2 separate regions of the Mus musculus genome follow, and region 2 is linked to region 1. Evidence: chromatin contacts called from public Hi-C data. All regions are on one chromosome and are shown on one strand. The core of a region is the stretch at or near the end of the contact, and the rest is flanking DNA. Distances in the headings are between cores, read along the strand shown. Region 1 has its middle 26 kb from the start of Plk2. Region 2 has its middle 5.3 kb from the start of Gm32990.

Region 1 (7,939 bases), core at 1,539-4,038:
TGTCATGGCCTCTGACTCACGAAAGAGAAAAGTTTTTGTTTGCTTTGTTTTGCTTTTCTTGAATGAATGTCAGACATCCCAGGTCCACCAAAATAATTCTTAAAACTGGGAGGCCACACACTTGCCACTTAGAAAGAGTTACTTAGTAAATATTTCTTGATTATGCACTGACTCCTCTGGAGTCAGATCACCTGGAAGCATTCAACCGAAGCCTTAGAGAACAGAAACAAGGCAGATTTCTGGAGCTTTCTGCTAACCAGATGTCGCAACCAGTGGGCTAGGGTTCAGTGAGAGACTGTGTCTCAAAAAATAAGACTGAGGACCATGGAGATAGATACTTGACTCCAACCTCTGGCTTGTGCACTTGTGCATCAGCATATAAAAATATGCATACAAATGTGAACACAATACTCCCTTCCCTCCTCTATTACACACACACACACACACACACACACACACACACACACACACATCAAAATACCAAAGCCAAAATACCAATCAGAACGGCCTCCCTTTTAGTTCACCTGAATTCTGACTTTACTGTTTGGAATTTCAGAGATCTTTTAAAACCTTCTCAGGGTTTGTTTTTATTGATTTCCTCATCTTAATGAGGAGTACATTAATATACTATGATACAAATTGTAGGCTTTCTATAAATACTGGTGATGATGGTGGTTATTGTAGAGACCAGCAGCATCATGTGACTCTGCTTCTGAACTTACCAAAGCCTGCTGGCTACAGTAGACTAAACTAGAGTGTCACATGCGGGGCTTCCAGGGGAGAAGGGACACCTAATGTCAGAGTGTTGAAAAACAGCAGGAAATGAAGGTCACAGAAAGATACTGTGAGTCTTTGACTTGCCACTAACATTCATAGAATCAGAAAGTTCAAATAGCCACAGGAGAAGACCATCCAAGTTCACAGCTGTAAGTTGTACAAAATAAAGGATTAAAAGTCTTCAGCTGTTCTCTGGAGAGCTTATGCACTGGCGTGGTAATGGCAAAGGGATAATCATGTGACTTTGTATTGCCTTTGCTTCCAAATTTTGTATATGCTGTTATGGACCAATTCTAACGCAAGGAGTTTAAGGACAGGAAACTCCTTCTTATCCATGCCATTAGACACAGAGAAATGCCAGAGACAAAAAAATAAAAAAATAAAAAAATAAAAGATATTCTAATGTATTACTAAATATCAGATATTTGCTCTTGGTGAATTATGTAGGCATCTGCCCAGCCAGCTACTTCTATGAATTGCTATTGCAACTTTGTTATACACATGCAGCAGCTTCCACATGTAACCTTGTAATGCAACCACTGGTCAATACCCATTTCCTCTCCACACGGAGATAGGAGGTATAAGTTAAAACAGTGCTCGGTCCTTAATGAAGTTTCATTACATATTAATTCATTGCATATGAACAAATGTATCAAGGTAGCTGATTTTTGTTATTCAGTCTATATTATTTTACATGCATAGACATCTGTAATGACTGAAAGCTCAACTCAGACAGAGAAAGAAGGAAGGATCAAACAAATAAAAATGGAATGACTTGTTTAATGGCTTCAAAGAAGTCCTTGGAATGTTTCTGTGAAACAAAGGCATCAAAAGCAAATGTTGACATTTCTACAGAGGTTGACTGGCAACATTGTGGCCATGGCCTTCTGCCTAACCCAAAGAGAAGACGATCTTATCTCCTACTCCCACAGTGGATTGGGAAGTCTCCACTTCTCAGTGGGTGCAGGACCTGGGACCTGCTCTGACATCATCGGTGATGAATCACTGGATCCGTTTGGCACCACAGCTCTGCAGATTGGCACGCCAAACTCTTTGAGGCTTCTTAAAGAAGTGGTGTTTTACATTTGTAAGAGCATGGCATGTGCGTCTGTTTTAGTTGAGAGGTGGTTGAACTTTGGGAAATGTAGCTTTTTTCAAAAAAAACTGTGGGGCAAACACTCTTCACTGAGACAGCTGCTAAATCCTACTGGGTAAAAGGTGACAGTTTACCATGCTACGACTACCAAGAAAATCATGAAAAAGTCAGCAGCTAGAACTGATATTATCTGGTTTTTAACTCCTCCTACCTTTTTGTGCTTTTGTTTGTTTGTTTTGTTGTTGTGTGTGGCTCTTCTAAAAGGGAACTAGTCCACTAGTTAGTGCTTAGTGTTTCCTGGATTGTAGCTATACTTTAGAAACATAGACGAAGTTGGAGACAGTATGAGGGGATAATATCAGTACTAAGTTGCTAATTGTTCCAGAGAGGGACGAGTCCTGAGTGGTCATGCGGTTACTCCAGCGGCTGCCTTCAACAGTGTTGGTGTAAGGAAATAGTGCAAGAAGCTCACTATGGATATTATAGGACCCTGCCTCACATTCCTCACAGATTTGCAATTCTTCACAGGCTTTATTTTTCTATCTTCCATAATGTTAAGGAAGATGAATCTAATGTAAGTTTTCCTCACAAAAAATTAGTTTCTCCTCCAATGTCTAATTTAAAATGGACACCCTGAGGAGCTCAAAGGTTCACAACTAGGGAAAGATAATGTTTGATGGCACAGGCCCTTCCTATAGGTAGCTTTGAAGTGCTGAGCAGACAGCATGATGCACTCTAAGGAGAGAGAGAGGACTGAGGATCAGTGCTGTGAAAACATCTACTCATTAATCACCCGGAGCCAAGGAATTTCATTCATTATATGTGTGCCTTTCTGTAAGATTCGGGAATCTATGACTAACTCCTTGCACTTACTGTAAGGCCTGAATAAGATGTGTAATAGCATCGAGCTCGTTTTGCCTTGAGGCAGCTTTTCCTATGACACAGCTCTCCTTGCTTCCTTTTCAGTGGATAGGAGGCGTGTCTAGTCTACAAAGTTAAAAAAAATTCATTATATGCATATGATAAATAATAAAGACCAGGGAAAGGATCAGGAAATGCATTATGAAATCAGAAACATCAAAATTATTTCAAATATCAGTAATTCATCTATCTGCTTGGAAAGAATGAGTCAACACTCCACTTGAGATATAGCTTTTTCAAATGTGTTGGATTTCAGTATAAATCCTGGCTTTTCAGGTTCCCATCCTTGTCTTCTTCGTGCACTATGTATGCAGCACTGAGTTCTGTGGACACAGAGCACACACACAGGCACTGCCCAGCACCCACAAGCCCCCTGGGAAACAAGGATAATTTAGAGTCTTCATATGAGCGTCGCCATCCTTCAGCCTTCTCTGACCTCTCCCTCCCCCTACGCACACCTTCAGAACGTGTTTCTATCATTTCTATCTGCCTACTCTTAGAAATGCCAGGCTCAGCTTTCTCTCGCCTTCAAGATGGAAATCTGCACGGTGACTGTGAAGACACTTATAACTAATCTAAATAATTGCGTGAAATCATAACTCACAAGGACCATTTTCTCCTTGTAGGAAAATGCTTCTGCTCGCTTTTCCAAATCTGATTGAACAGCACAGCACCTCATGTGGTCCTTGATCGTGATCCCAGGAGGATCCCTCTGCCATGTTGAGACTTAGGGCGTTGGTGAAGAAGAAACCCGTGGAGGAAACCTTTTAACACTAATGTGATGCTCAGAGCAATTCACTGCTTCTTATTATCCTACGAGTTCTACCAACAGTGAGAGACACAGCGACATCTCAATCTTTAAAATAACATTTATTTTTGACTTTCAAAATGCAGCACGTGCTCCTGACTTTTTAGGTGTCTCCTTGCTCCCTCTCAAGTCTTTACTACAAGACTTTCTTCCCATATTTCAAGTGTTGACCATCTTCAAAGTAGAACCCAGCACACACCTATGTCCATGCTGTTTTTGACATCATGAACACGTAGATACCTTCCTGCAGGAATATCCAGCTGTCTACTTTTCTAAGTGGCATACCAACGTGTTTCATAGTTGTTTGAAAGGTCAACTTGGAGCCTTCTCACAAGAGCAAATGCAACACGTGAAAACTGAACTAATGGTCTTCTCACTTGTGTTTCAGACCTTTTCCATTTTTTGGTGACTAGTCCTTGCCCCTACCTAACTCTTTTAATCTTGGAGTTTACTGAAACCCACAGCAACTGCTTGCATCACATGAACAGTCTGTTTTCCCTAGCCAGAACTTTTCACGTGACCCTCTTATCACAGGACCATCTGAGAGCTGTCTGATTACTTTCTGGAAATGGTATGAATCAATCTTTGCTTCTCAAGAGTCCTACTAACAACCAAAATACGACCATTTGCATGTCGAGAAAAAAAATGATTAAAAAGTGTTCAGGGTGACCTTGCCTAAATATCCATTTATTGTTTTGTAGAGCAAAGAGTAGAACCACCCTACACATTTTAAATTTCTAATTAAAATTTCTGATTACACAATTACACCTTTAACCTTGTAGCTATTGAATAAATGCCCACTCAGCCCATTGATTTTAATCTCTGGATACATCTTGGGGACAGCATTCTTACTAATTCTTTTCATAATCAAGACAGAAGTTAGAAAGACCCTATACCTGAGAACTACATAAACATTCAAGGAAAACTCCAAAAGTGCACATCTAGAAAATTGCTAAAAAGTAATCTTTTCCTAAATGTTCTCAGCCTTTCTGTTCTTTTTGTGTATTTGAGGACATCCTGGGCAACATAGGAAGTCATTCTCCAACACAAACAAACTTTGCACAACCGAAGAAGAAAGTGAAGCCCGACTTCTGGTCTACCTGAGTCCACTCTTTCGGTGATTCACCTCCCTTCCTCTCCACAGTGAGTCCCAATCTGAGGCTCTCTCTGCAGCTCCTGTGGTTAATGACTGCTAGATAGGCTACAAGATCAGACAGGAATTTATAGACAAAACCTGAAAACAGAGTTCCCAGCGTGTCCTCTTGAGTATTTTTGTCTGTTCTCTAAGACCACCTTCATCCCCGTCTGCTGTCTCTAGCTGCCTGGGCTGACCATGCTGGGCTGGGGCTGCTCTTGCTGCTTCTTTAATTGTAATCATCAAATCCCCTGTGTTGTCAGGAGGGAACGTTCAGACCAGTCCTTTAGAGGAGTGGATCTAGGACCCCAGGCAGAGCAGACGGACTCTACAGGACTGTTGCATACTGCCGTGGTATTGTCATGCTCTCACATGCTCCAGCATCAAGGTCCCCTCTGTCCCTGTATCTTAACCATTCTGGAGAGTGCATGGATGTTCTGGGTATTTTGTGACCTTTGACACAGCAGTGTATACAAATGAATTCAAAGAGGAAGTACAGTGGCATCTTAGTTAGGTCCTGGGGCTGAAAAATGAATAAATTCACCCGTTTATCTACAGAACCGTCTTTCCAGCCCCTCATTTCCTCATTTTTAAGACTCTTATTTGTGTCTTGATTTTTTTATGGCAATCTCTAATGTTTTTTTTTTCAGTTTCACATTAAGAGATCCATTGTCGTCTTCTCATGGTACTTTTTAAATATTTGCACAGATTTAGCAAATAACCCCAAGGAAACACAAGCGCTGGAATATCGGTTCTGCCAGAAGGTACTCATTTATCATGTTGCTGCTCAGAGAGATAAGATAGAGTACACTCAGCCCTCTCTACCTAAAGGCTCAGTATCCACAGATTCAACCAACCGAAGACAGATATTTGAAATAAGACTGCCTCTGTATCGGATATGTGTAAACATTTTTCTTGCCAGCCATACTTCAAACAAGAGGTCACTATCTAGAATACACAAAGAAGTAAAAGAAATGCAACACCTCACAGCTCAAAACCGCCAACCGAGAAATAGACCAATGGGCTGAACAGATGAAGAAATTCAAGTGAGCAATGGATATATATATATATATATATATATACCCAAAGCATTAAAGAACAAAAACAAAGAGTGTTCAACATCCTTAAGCATCTGGAAAATGAAAATGAAAACTGCTTTGAAAACCTATCTTACCTCAGTCACGCTGGCTGTTATTCAGAATACAACAAATACTGGTGACGATAAGAAGAAGGAGGAATTTTTGTTCTTGGTGAAAGTGTAAACTGACAAGCCCCTATGGAAATCAGAGTGGAGGATTCTAAGTAAATAAAAAGTAGACCTACTATGCAATCCAGTCATATGAGTCCTGGGCATATACAAATCCCATACCAAAAAAAAAAAAAATCTCTGTGTGTTACCACAGAGATGCTTGCATACGCATGCTCATTACTGCTCTGTTTGCAACAATTAGGAAGTGGGATTCATTCGAACATAAAGAAAAAGGAAAATGCAAAAATGTCAGGAAAGTGGTGGTAAAAAAATTATTAGACGAAGTGATATTACCTAAGCTCAAAATGATAGGTATCACATGTCCTCCCTCGTATGACAACCTAGCTTCTAATTCTGGTGCTTGTGTGTTTGTGAAACGAATGTAGGTTAGAGACCAGAAAACTAAGAAGGGGCCAGTGGTGGGGGCGGGGAGCTTTAGGGGAAGCATTTTGATAGGATAATAAACCATGGGATATAAGTTGGATACACGTAGAGGCTAGAGAAAGGGGACAGGAGAGAGTGGGGATAGGTGGGAGGGAGAGGGAGAGAGGCTAGCCACAACCGAGCACGTACAGAAATGCCATGGGGGAGGCTGTTAGTTTATACACTAAGTTTAAAAGACTAAGCTTAGATTTCCTATAGTGGAGAGAAATTGAAGGAAACATGGGAAGGGAATTGTGGCTTTCTACAATGGCTCTAGCTCCCAAATAAAGACACAAAGACCTTATATTGACTAAAAACCTTCTTGCACCATAGCTGGGCAGATATTCACCTATTGTAACCCATCTATGGCTGCCTACCACCCAGCCATGTGTCCTGTTACTTGCTAATTTAGTCTTGACTTGGTTGTTCCTGCTGCATGGACATCTTATGGCGACTCCTCAGCAACCTGCTCATGGCAAATCTTTTTTTTTTTTTTTTTTTCAAGGTTTTGGTTTGTTTGTTTTCATGTTCTTATTTTTTTTTCCATTTTTTATTAGGTATTTAGCTCATTTACATTTCCAATGCTATACCAAAAGTCCCCCATAGCCACCCACCCCCACTCCCCTACCCACCCACTCCCCTTTTTTGGCCCTGGCGTTCCCCTGTACTGGGGCATATAAAGTTTGCGTGTCCAATGGGCCTCTCTTTCCAGTGATGGCCGCTTAGGCCATCTTTTGATACATATGCAGCTAGAGTCAAGAGCTCCAGGGTACTGGTTAGTTCATAATGTTGTTCCACCTATAGGGTTGTAGATCCCTTTAGCTTCTTGGGTACTTTCTCTAGCTCCTTCATTGGGGGCCATGTGATCCATCCAATAGCCGACTGTGAGCATCCACTTCTATGTTTGCTAGGCCCAGGCATACTCTGACAAGAGACAGCTATATCAGGGTCCTTTCAGCATAATCTTGCTAGTGTATGCAATGGTGTCAGCATTTGGAAGCTGATTATGGGATGGATCCCCGGATATGGCAGTCTCTACTTGGTCCATCTTTTTATCTCAGCTCCAAACTTTGTCTCTGTACCTCCTTCCAAGGGTGTTTTGTTCCCACTTCTAAGGAGGGGCATAGTGTCCACAATTCAGTCTTCATTTTTCTTGAGTTTCATGTGTTTAGGAAATTGTATCTTATATCTTGGGTATCCTAGGTTTTGGGCTAATATCCACTTATCAGTGAGTACATATTGTGTGAGTTCCTTTGTGAATGTGTTACCTCACTCAGGATGATGCCCTCCAGGTCCATCCATTTGGCTAGGAATTTCATAAATTCATTCTTTTTAATAGCTGAGTAGTACTCCATTGTGTAGATGTACCACATTTTCTGTATCCATTCCTCTGTTGAGGGGCATCTGGGTTTCTTCCAGCTTCTGGCTATTATAAATAAGGCTGCTATGAACATAGTGGAGCATGTGTCCTTCTTACCAGTTGGGGCATCTTCTGGATATATGCCCAGGAGAGGTATTGCTGGATCCTCC
Region 2 (7,939 bases), core at 3,460-5,959, 140 kb after region 1:
TCTAGGTCCAGATATAGTTCAAAATGAAGGAAAGAGACAAAGATTATAACAAGGGCCAAGAAAAGCAATTGATGTACTAGAGTTTGCACGTCAATCCACAAATCTTTACATGATCCATGGCCTTATATTCTAGGCATAATTCTGGTTTACTAACTCTTTTTGACATGTAAAGATTTCATTGATGTTCTAGAAATCAAATCTAGGGCTTTGTATAGGGTCAACAAGTATACCACAGCCGAGAAATATCCTGCATATATGTCATATGTTGTTCAGTATTTCATCTACTGCTCAGATTTTCTGTTTGCCAACAATGTATGTAACTATCTTTATTTTTATATGCAAGAAGTTCTATGAGACACTGGGCATACATGACATTCTGGTCTCCAGAAAAGTCATCCTCTGAGACTCAAGGAAAATAAACACAGAAGCAAAACCAGTGCCGTTGATAAATGATGGAGCAGAGGGGAAAGCAGTTGCTGAGACAACAGGCCCAAGCTCTGGGGGAAAAAATGCTAGCAATGACATATAAGCAATGACATATAAGATGAAAGAAGGAAGCTGGGCAAAAGTAAACCTGGATTATTTGCTATTTTAACAGCCGAAAGACAGAAAAGAAACTGTGTGCGTGACAAAGTAAAGAGTTATAAGAAAAAACATTACCTATATGGGATACTATATATGATGCACAAACCAAAGAATTGGAATTCTATTTTCGAAAAGGGAACATATAACTCATACACTCTTTTAAACATCTTTTCTTTTGACCCTATATCCCCTAGCACCGATACACATACATACATGCATATGTCTGCATACCCATGCATGTGTGTGTATACACACATATACGTACATCTAAGTATGCATATTGTGCTAGTCAGTTTTCTCTTACTTTAACAAAATCCTGACATAAATCAACTTTTAACCAAGACAAGTTTATTTCTCTCACAGTTTCAATTCAAGTTTGGGTCTGAGGATAGTGAGACCACATCAGATTGGAGAACATGGTGGAGCAAGCGTTTCACTTCATGATGTCTGTGAAGCAAAGAGCAAGGAGGAAGGGAATGGGTTAGGTGTCCAACATCCCCTTAAGTGCCTTGCCCGCATTGGCTTAAGGCCTGCCATTTGCCTGCACCACCTAAAGGCAACACCACCTCCGCTGTGGATCAAGCCTCCACACGGGCCTGTAGGTTACACTGAGTCAAACCATAGCACGCATAGATGTAGACCTTCTCCACAGGAGCTCTGTTCCTCAGCCCCGTGTTAGCCCAAAACAGCAGGCACTTATGTAAGAGGAACTCAGGCAGTACAAACTTCTTAAGGACACTCGGAACTTCTCCGTCTGTTTTGGTTTTGCTTCTGCAGTTTCCTCCCTGGCAAGCTTCGCTCTCCGTGTAAGAGAACGCCTGCTTCGGCTCCTTTTAAACATGACTCAGTGGGTGAAAGTACTTGTGCGAGCTTAGAGGCTGGAGTGTAGATCCCGAAACGCAAATTAATGTCAAATAAATTAGTGAGGATGGGTAATCGCATCATGCTTACATTGAGAAAAGAAGACAAGAAAATCCCAGGAACCTCCAGGGCTGGCAAGCCTGGTGCACGCGGAGGCATACAGCCTGGAGACATGGCTGGAATGTACCTGTGTAAACAGACACACCTTCACATAATACACACAAATAAAATGTTTAACATAGAAAGCTAAATTATCTCAAGTTAGCCCCTTAATGATGGATGGAGACTGGGCCATTCTATTGCATTCTGTGCAAAGGAACCAGAGGGAATTGACGATCAATGCTTCTAAGCAGGAACTCTAAGCACTTCCGTTTACCATTGCTCCGCGGTTCCTGGTTGGATATTGGCTTTGAATGTCTAGTTGCTGATATGAGATAAGAATCGGCCTAGGACTGAGGTCCTGCTTGCTGTTGTAGCTAATCATAACTTCTTTTGCATAATGCACCGTATTTCCTTATTTCGCTCCTCGGGTTTCTTAAGAACTATATAGCCAGAGATGGACAAGATGAACTTCATAACTGGACGATGATTCTAGCGGCTACCCCATGCATCCTTTTCTTACTTTTGAAACTGACCTATGTGCATAAAGGAAACAAAGCTGGTTTTAGTTTAGTTTAGGTTTTTCTTTGTTTCCTAAGCTTTCATTTCCATCGTGGCCCATCGGAGGTATCAAACCCTAGGTCTTCACAAGGGAGCCTGGGTTCCTCTTCGTTTATCTGAAACATCAGAAATAAAACCTGACTTGTAAGGATGTTAATCTCCCACCGGGGGCATGTTCTTCATTTAAATTGACAATTTCATTCATTTATATAATGAATTTCCCTAACTTCATATTGCTTCTTCTCCTTGCCCTTTTCCAATCCCTGTCCATCGTGTAGTGGAACCTTCTCTCCTCCTCCCCCTCTCTCTTCATCGCCCCTCTCCTATCCCCCCCCCCCCATCTAGTGCCCTCCTACTTTCATCTCTTCGTTCTGTGTGCCCTCCACTGAGTCTAATCAGTTTCTACCCTGAGCATGGCTGGTTGTTTACCAGAGCAAGGGCTGACTCACCACTGGAGAAAATGACACCTTCTCCCCAGAAACCTTTAATTACCATTGTCCCTCAGGGAAAGGTGGGGTCTATGAGGGCCCTGTCCAGTAAGTTTCTTTGTCAGTGTGATCTGGGAATTGAATCAAACTCTCTTGCCTCCTTACGAGCAAGATAAAAAGAAAGAGCTGTGAGCTGGCATTTGTTTTTGTTTTTTGTTGTCCCCCCACCCCCACCCCCACAGATCTTATAAGCTGGGTACAGTCTGGTTGTTTCTGAGACTCTCTAGTTTGACCAGTGTGTTCCTCCAGCCTCAATGCTCAGTTTAAACCCTAACTATTTTCTTCATTTCCCAATACATTGAAATACTTCTACTAAAGATGAGAGGCTAAGACCGGAGGACCATGAACTTGAGAACAGCCTGGCCTATGACGTAGTGAATTCAAGGTCAGCTATGTTACCCAGTAAATGAATGTAAGCTGGTAGGATGCAAAGCCAGATTCTTTCAAACTTGTCCTTGCTACCCTGGAAAGAAATTACCCAATGCTTTGAGTTGGAGGAGCATGCCAGCATGGTATTCTAGAGGGGGCTACAGTGGATTTGAATACCCCTTTAAAAGACAGAAAGCATGGCTAAATATATATCATGACGTCAAGAAAGGTTCCTGTCTACAACTTAGTGTTTCAGCAAGGTTTCCTGTAATGACCTATGTCAGGTCACGTGGCAGAAAAAGACACACTGGGCAAGTGACAGTGAAATATAGAGAAAAAAAAAAGCTCAAAATCACACCACGTACAAAGAAGAAGAAGAAACTCAATTCTGCTAGAGCTTTACTGAAGAGATGTGTGGGGTCTTGACCCAAGAGAAGTAGATTAAGCTTCCCCAGGCCTCTATTTGGAGATGAAGTCTTCACATAGCACAACTGCATGATAAACGTGGGTTTGTTTACAGTCCCTCTATGGTTGACACTATTCATCATTTGAACAGTGTGTGTCTAAGGATTTCCACAGTCCCTTTGAAGCTTTCTTAGCTATGATTTCATGTGTGGTGAGTCAGAGGGAACAAGCAGGATCAGGAAGTGCTGAACAATAGGACTGGGAATAACCGTTCTCACCGGTTGAAGGCAGCCGATAAGGTCACAGGGTGGGGACTCCCTCATCTTCCTACCCTCCCGAGGCAGAGAGTGGTTCTGTACTAGCCCTTCCCTTATATACAAGGGCAGCAAAGTTGGAAAGTCTGAGACACAGGGACAACCTTTGTCCTTCATTGGAGCTTCTAAATATGCACCTGTCTAAATGTGTGCAAGACATCACACACACACACACACACACACACACACACACACACACACACACACACACACACACACCACAGTCCCACAGTCCCTCTTGTTAAGTGATATTTAGACATTTTTAACCAAGTCAGCTACTAAGTTTCTTTTGTGATTTAGCATTTCCATTGGAGACACTTTGGAGATTTTCTTAGAGTCTGTAATTGATGGAAGAAACAAAAGAAAAATCATGATATCACCATCAAATACTACCCCTTTTAAACAATCCTTTGGCATTTTCTAGAATATGATATCAGATGGATTGTTCAGATAGACATTTTGTCTATGTCTTTTCTTCTGGGCTTTGTCACAGCTTGTGAATTGACAAGAAACATTTGGGTGATCAGAGAAGGCTACATATGGGTTTCTTTCAATGTCTCTGGTGGTGAACTTAGCTGGAAATAGTGTTTTGACAAACTTGGCCCTTTGGTCAGCTATAGATTGAAATAATCATATACCTGATACCAGTCTAAGGATTCCATGTTGGTGAGAATCCAACAGTGAAGGATGCACCCCAACTTAGAGCCCCCTCAAATAAGGTTGAATGTGATTTGAAAAAGTATATAAAACCAAATGCAGTATGAAATCAGCTTGATACGGTGTTTTCTGCAATAAAAATAGCAGAAAGTCAACTTTAAGAGATTCTTGCCTGACCTCAAGGACAGAAAGACAGCCAGAGATGAGAGTCTGTGACAGGAAGGGTATGAGAGTAAGCCTAGGCCCAATGTGGGAGTCAGCTCCTGGGCAGGGCCAACAGCAGATAATCAAACCACATCCTATGCTAGGGCTCGTGGGTACCACCCAGCTACGTCTGTGTGCTATTAATAACAGGCTCAGCTGCAGCCTGCCATCCATCTCGAAGGACAAGATCAGGATGGCGCAGGAAATGACTGTGGACCTGTTTACTTTCTCGTGACCTTTCCTCCTCAGTCAGCCAGCAGGTGCTGTCAGGAGAGCCGGGCCCAGAGGGGAAGAGCTCTGAACAACAGCACTTAGAGATGATTTTCTCAGTTGATAACGGTAGATCGCAACTCTACGGATGGCTGCAGAACAAGCACTTTCAAGCTTGGGAAACGATGCGAGTCACCTGTAGATCAGAACCTTTGTCCTATCTCTGTACTCGAGGACTTGTAAGCCTAAACGCGTGCCTAATCGTCCAGATTCCCGGGCTCCACTTGCGCCCACGTGACTGAGTAGAAAAAAAAATTGAGTCCGATATTTCTGTCAACAAACTTTGTAAACTCACATTTATAGAATGATTTTAGAAGGTGCTTTCTGTCTGTAGAGATGAGCAGAATAGCTAGCAAGGAGCATCTTTGGAGATTACAAGTTAAGACCATTAGGGCGGAATGGGGAATGGTTGAGTTCTGTTTACAAACTCAGTTTTGCAACTTGGCTGTTTCAGTAAATTAGATTCAAAACAGTTCCCTTCTGGTGAGTCCTAAAACTTCCTAAGTCATTTCTGTCAGCCATATATATCAATTTTTCAGGAAATAACCCAAAATCTTGAGAGAAACAAAGCTTGTTAAAAAAAAAAAAAACCAAACGTTTGATTAAAAAAAAAAAAAAAAAAAAAAAAAAACAAAGTTTGATAAGAGGGTGATGACATCATCAGATCCCACCTGTAGTTTGCAGAATGGTTGGAACTTTACTCAGGGATAGGGTCACAGTTATTCCTTGTTGTTGCTGTTGGAAACAGCTGGCATTATAACAGCTACTATTCATGAACTATAATAACAGCTACATACCCAGCACAGGGTGCTTTGAATATTCTCATTAAAGTCTCATAGCAAGTCTATAAGTGTAGTAAGATTTTATCCCCATTTTAGTTTTGAGGAAACAAGCTTAAGGAAGATACATACTTTGCCTCACTTGGACTGGATGGCAAGTGTTCATGAGAGGATGGTGAGGTAGGCCCAGGGTGGAGGCAGGAGACTGAATCCAGTACAAAACGCCCCACATTCTGCTCTTGGCCTTCAATCGTCCCCAAAGCAGTGATCCTTGGGAAGTAAAAACCTCCACCCTTCAGCAGCTTAGTGTGGACATTTCAAATCCTTCTCTGGGAGATGGAGAAATGATGCCAGAGGAGGGGGAGAGGCTGAGAAAGCTGGAGAGCGAGGTTGGTGTAAGAGAGGATGCCTGGATTCTGTTCGCCACAGAAATTGTGGCTTTCTAATTCTGTCCAAGGCCATCTTAGCAGATGCTATTTAAAATTCATTTATTCATTTTCCAAATGCCTAAATAAATCAGGCAAAACAAGGCCACCGTGATGTGTGTAAGGTCATACTGCTTCTGTTTACTTATTAATCATTAGTCCTTTATATTTGAAAATGCCTGTTTGCAGAGTACTTAGCGAGGGAAAGAAATTTCAGGAGGGTAGCAGGGATGTGACAAATCTGAATTTTAATGTCTCAATCTCAGAATTTTGTAATGCAGATATTCCAGGTGTAAAACTGGCTGTAGTCATTGAAATAGTTTCATGTATCATATTAATAGACCTTTACTGACTTATGGTCTATTTTAGTTCTTGCTTTACTTCATAACAAGGTTAAAAAATGGAAACTATTGTTTTCTTTTAAAGCAATTTTATTTAGTTGAAACGCTAAATCATCAGGAGTGAAACTATGGTTAGTTTGAAGTTACTGCAAAGCCACACAGGGCGGTGGGCATCACATTCGTAGATGTACTTGTGGTGGTCTCATGAATCAAGCAACATTTACTCTGACCAACACACAGAACTACTTTTTGAATCCTTAGAATTGTCACCAATAAGGTTCTTTTCTAAAGAGAACCAAACCTTGCTTTGAATACGTGGATAAATAATAAAAAATGCATTTTATATGTATATACATGTATGTATATGTATGTATGTATGTATGTATGTGTATATATATGGTATTACAGGAATTAAAATGTTTTAATGCTCATTATTCACCTAATTTCTTATGAACTCACCCTCAAAGGACCTGGAACAGTGGGCTTTCTCAGAGTCAGATTTTCTGTCTTCTGGTATGATTCGCATGATTTTCCTTTGCCTTATTTTTCTCAGCTCTATAATGTTTTCTTTAAAAGTCACAGATGTAAAGAGACAATTGAGTAAGTTGACATTAACATGTAAGTTCAGAGTATTGTCTCTTAACTCTCCCTCCCCCCACAAGGGTTGAAGGCATTACTTAGTGTTTAAGAGCACTTATTTTTCTTCCAAAGGAAATTTTAGCTCCCACTATCCATATACTGCAGTTCCAGGGGATATGGTCCTCTCTTCTGGTGTTTGCAGGTACCTGCATATACACGATACACATAAACTTACATAGGAGCACACATGCACATATAATTTTTTAAAATGTGGGAGTGACCTACAAATATCTGGTTGAATTTAAGGTCTCTTCCATGAGATGGAACCCATACCTGAGGCTGATCAGGTGGGCAAGAACTTGAGACAAGATAGGTCAGGGTCCCAGGGAAAAACCAAATACTATTGTTCTGCCAAAGGAACGTAACCTTAAAATGACTCCTAGTGGCATTCTGCTATATTATCCTGCCTTGTTCAGTCATCATCAAAGAAGCATCCTTCTGCAGTGAGGGAGAACAAAAACAGAGACCACAATGGGCAAAGGGCAGAGAGTAAGAGACCTTCAAACATTCAGTTCTAAATGAGGGGGTCTTTATTACATCCATTGATCCAGAGTCAGGGAGAAGAAAAGTCAGAAAGATTGTAAGAGCTAGAGGGGACAGAGGAGGACATCAAGGAAATGATGCCTTGCAAGCACTTCAGGAGTGATGGCGCAGATGAACTCACAGACTGCAGCAGCACACTCAGGGTCCACACAGGGCTGAGCCAGATGGAGTCCCAGAGCAGAGAGGGGAGATGGACACAAGTCCCCACCCCTAACTCACAACTGACAACTACTTGAAAAGAAAAACCTAGTTTTCTCCCACAGTGTATTGCTGGGTATCTAAAGTATGCTTTAGAACAACCACAGGTAGTGCAAGGTTGTCACAGCTACCCATTCATTAGGGTGCCTCTCACTGGACCATTTACTTATTTCTCAGGAAAACTGAAGACAGTTTCTTCGA

What was found. Hi-C and Micro-C count contacts between places; a contact is called where the count stands out from the background.
Region 2: a Hi-C map of the C2C12 cell line shows a contact between it and region 1, with 2.1 times the contacts expected there. The contact joins two enhancer-like sites. A contact is called at or near these places in 1 of 484 Hi-C or Micro-C datasets (the C2C12 cell line) and 2 of 115 datasets of contacts at active chromatin or transcription factors (bone marrow-derived macrophages and pancreatic cancer cells).

What each region holds. Positions count from the first base shown.
Region 1 is chr13:110,417,078-110,425,016 of GRCm38.p6, forward strand. No RefSeq gene overlaps it. Among named protein-coding and RNA genes, the nearest start is that of Plk2, 26 kb to the left of the region's middle. Within about 2 kb of position 2,789, at least 32 of the 459 cell types and tissues checked have an H3K27ac peak or open chromatin away from gene starts, as enhancers often do. A contact at or near this core is called in the C2C12 cell line and pancreatic cancer cells, where this site is marked.
Region 2 is chr13:110,559,457-110,567,395 of GRCm38.p6, forward strand. No RefSeq gene overlaps it. Among named protein-coding and RNA genes, the nearest start is that of Gm32990, 5.3 kb to the right of the region's middle. Within about 2 kb of position 4,710, at least 84 of the 459 cell types and tissues checked have an H3K27ac peak or open chromatin away from gene starts, as enhancers often do. A contact at or near this core is called in the C2C12 cell line and pancreatic cancer cells, where this site is marked.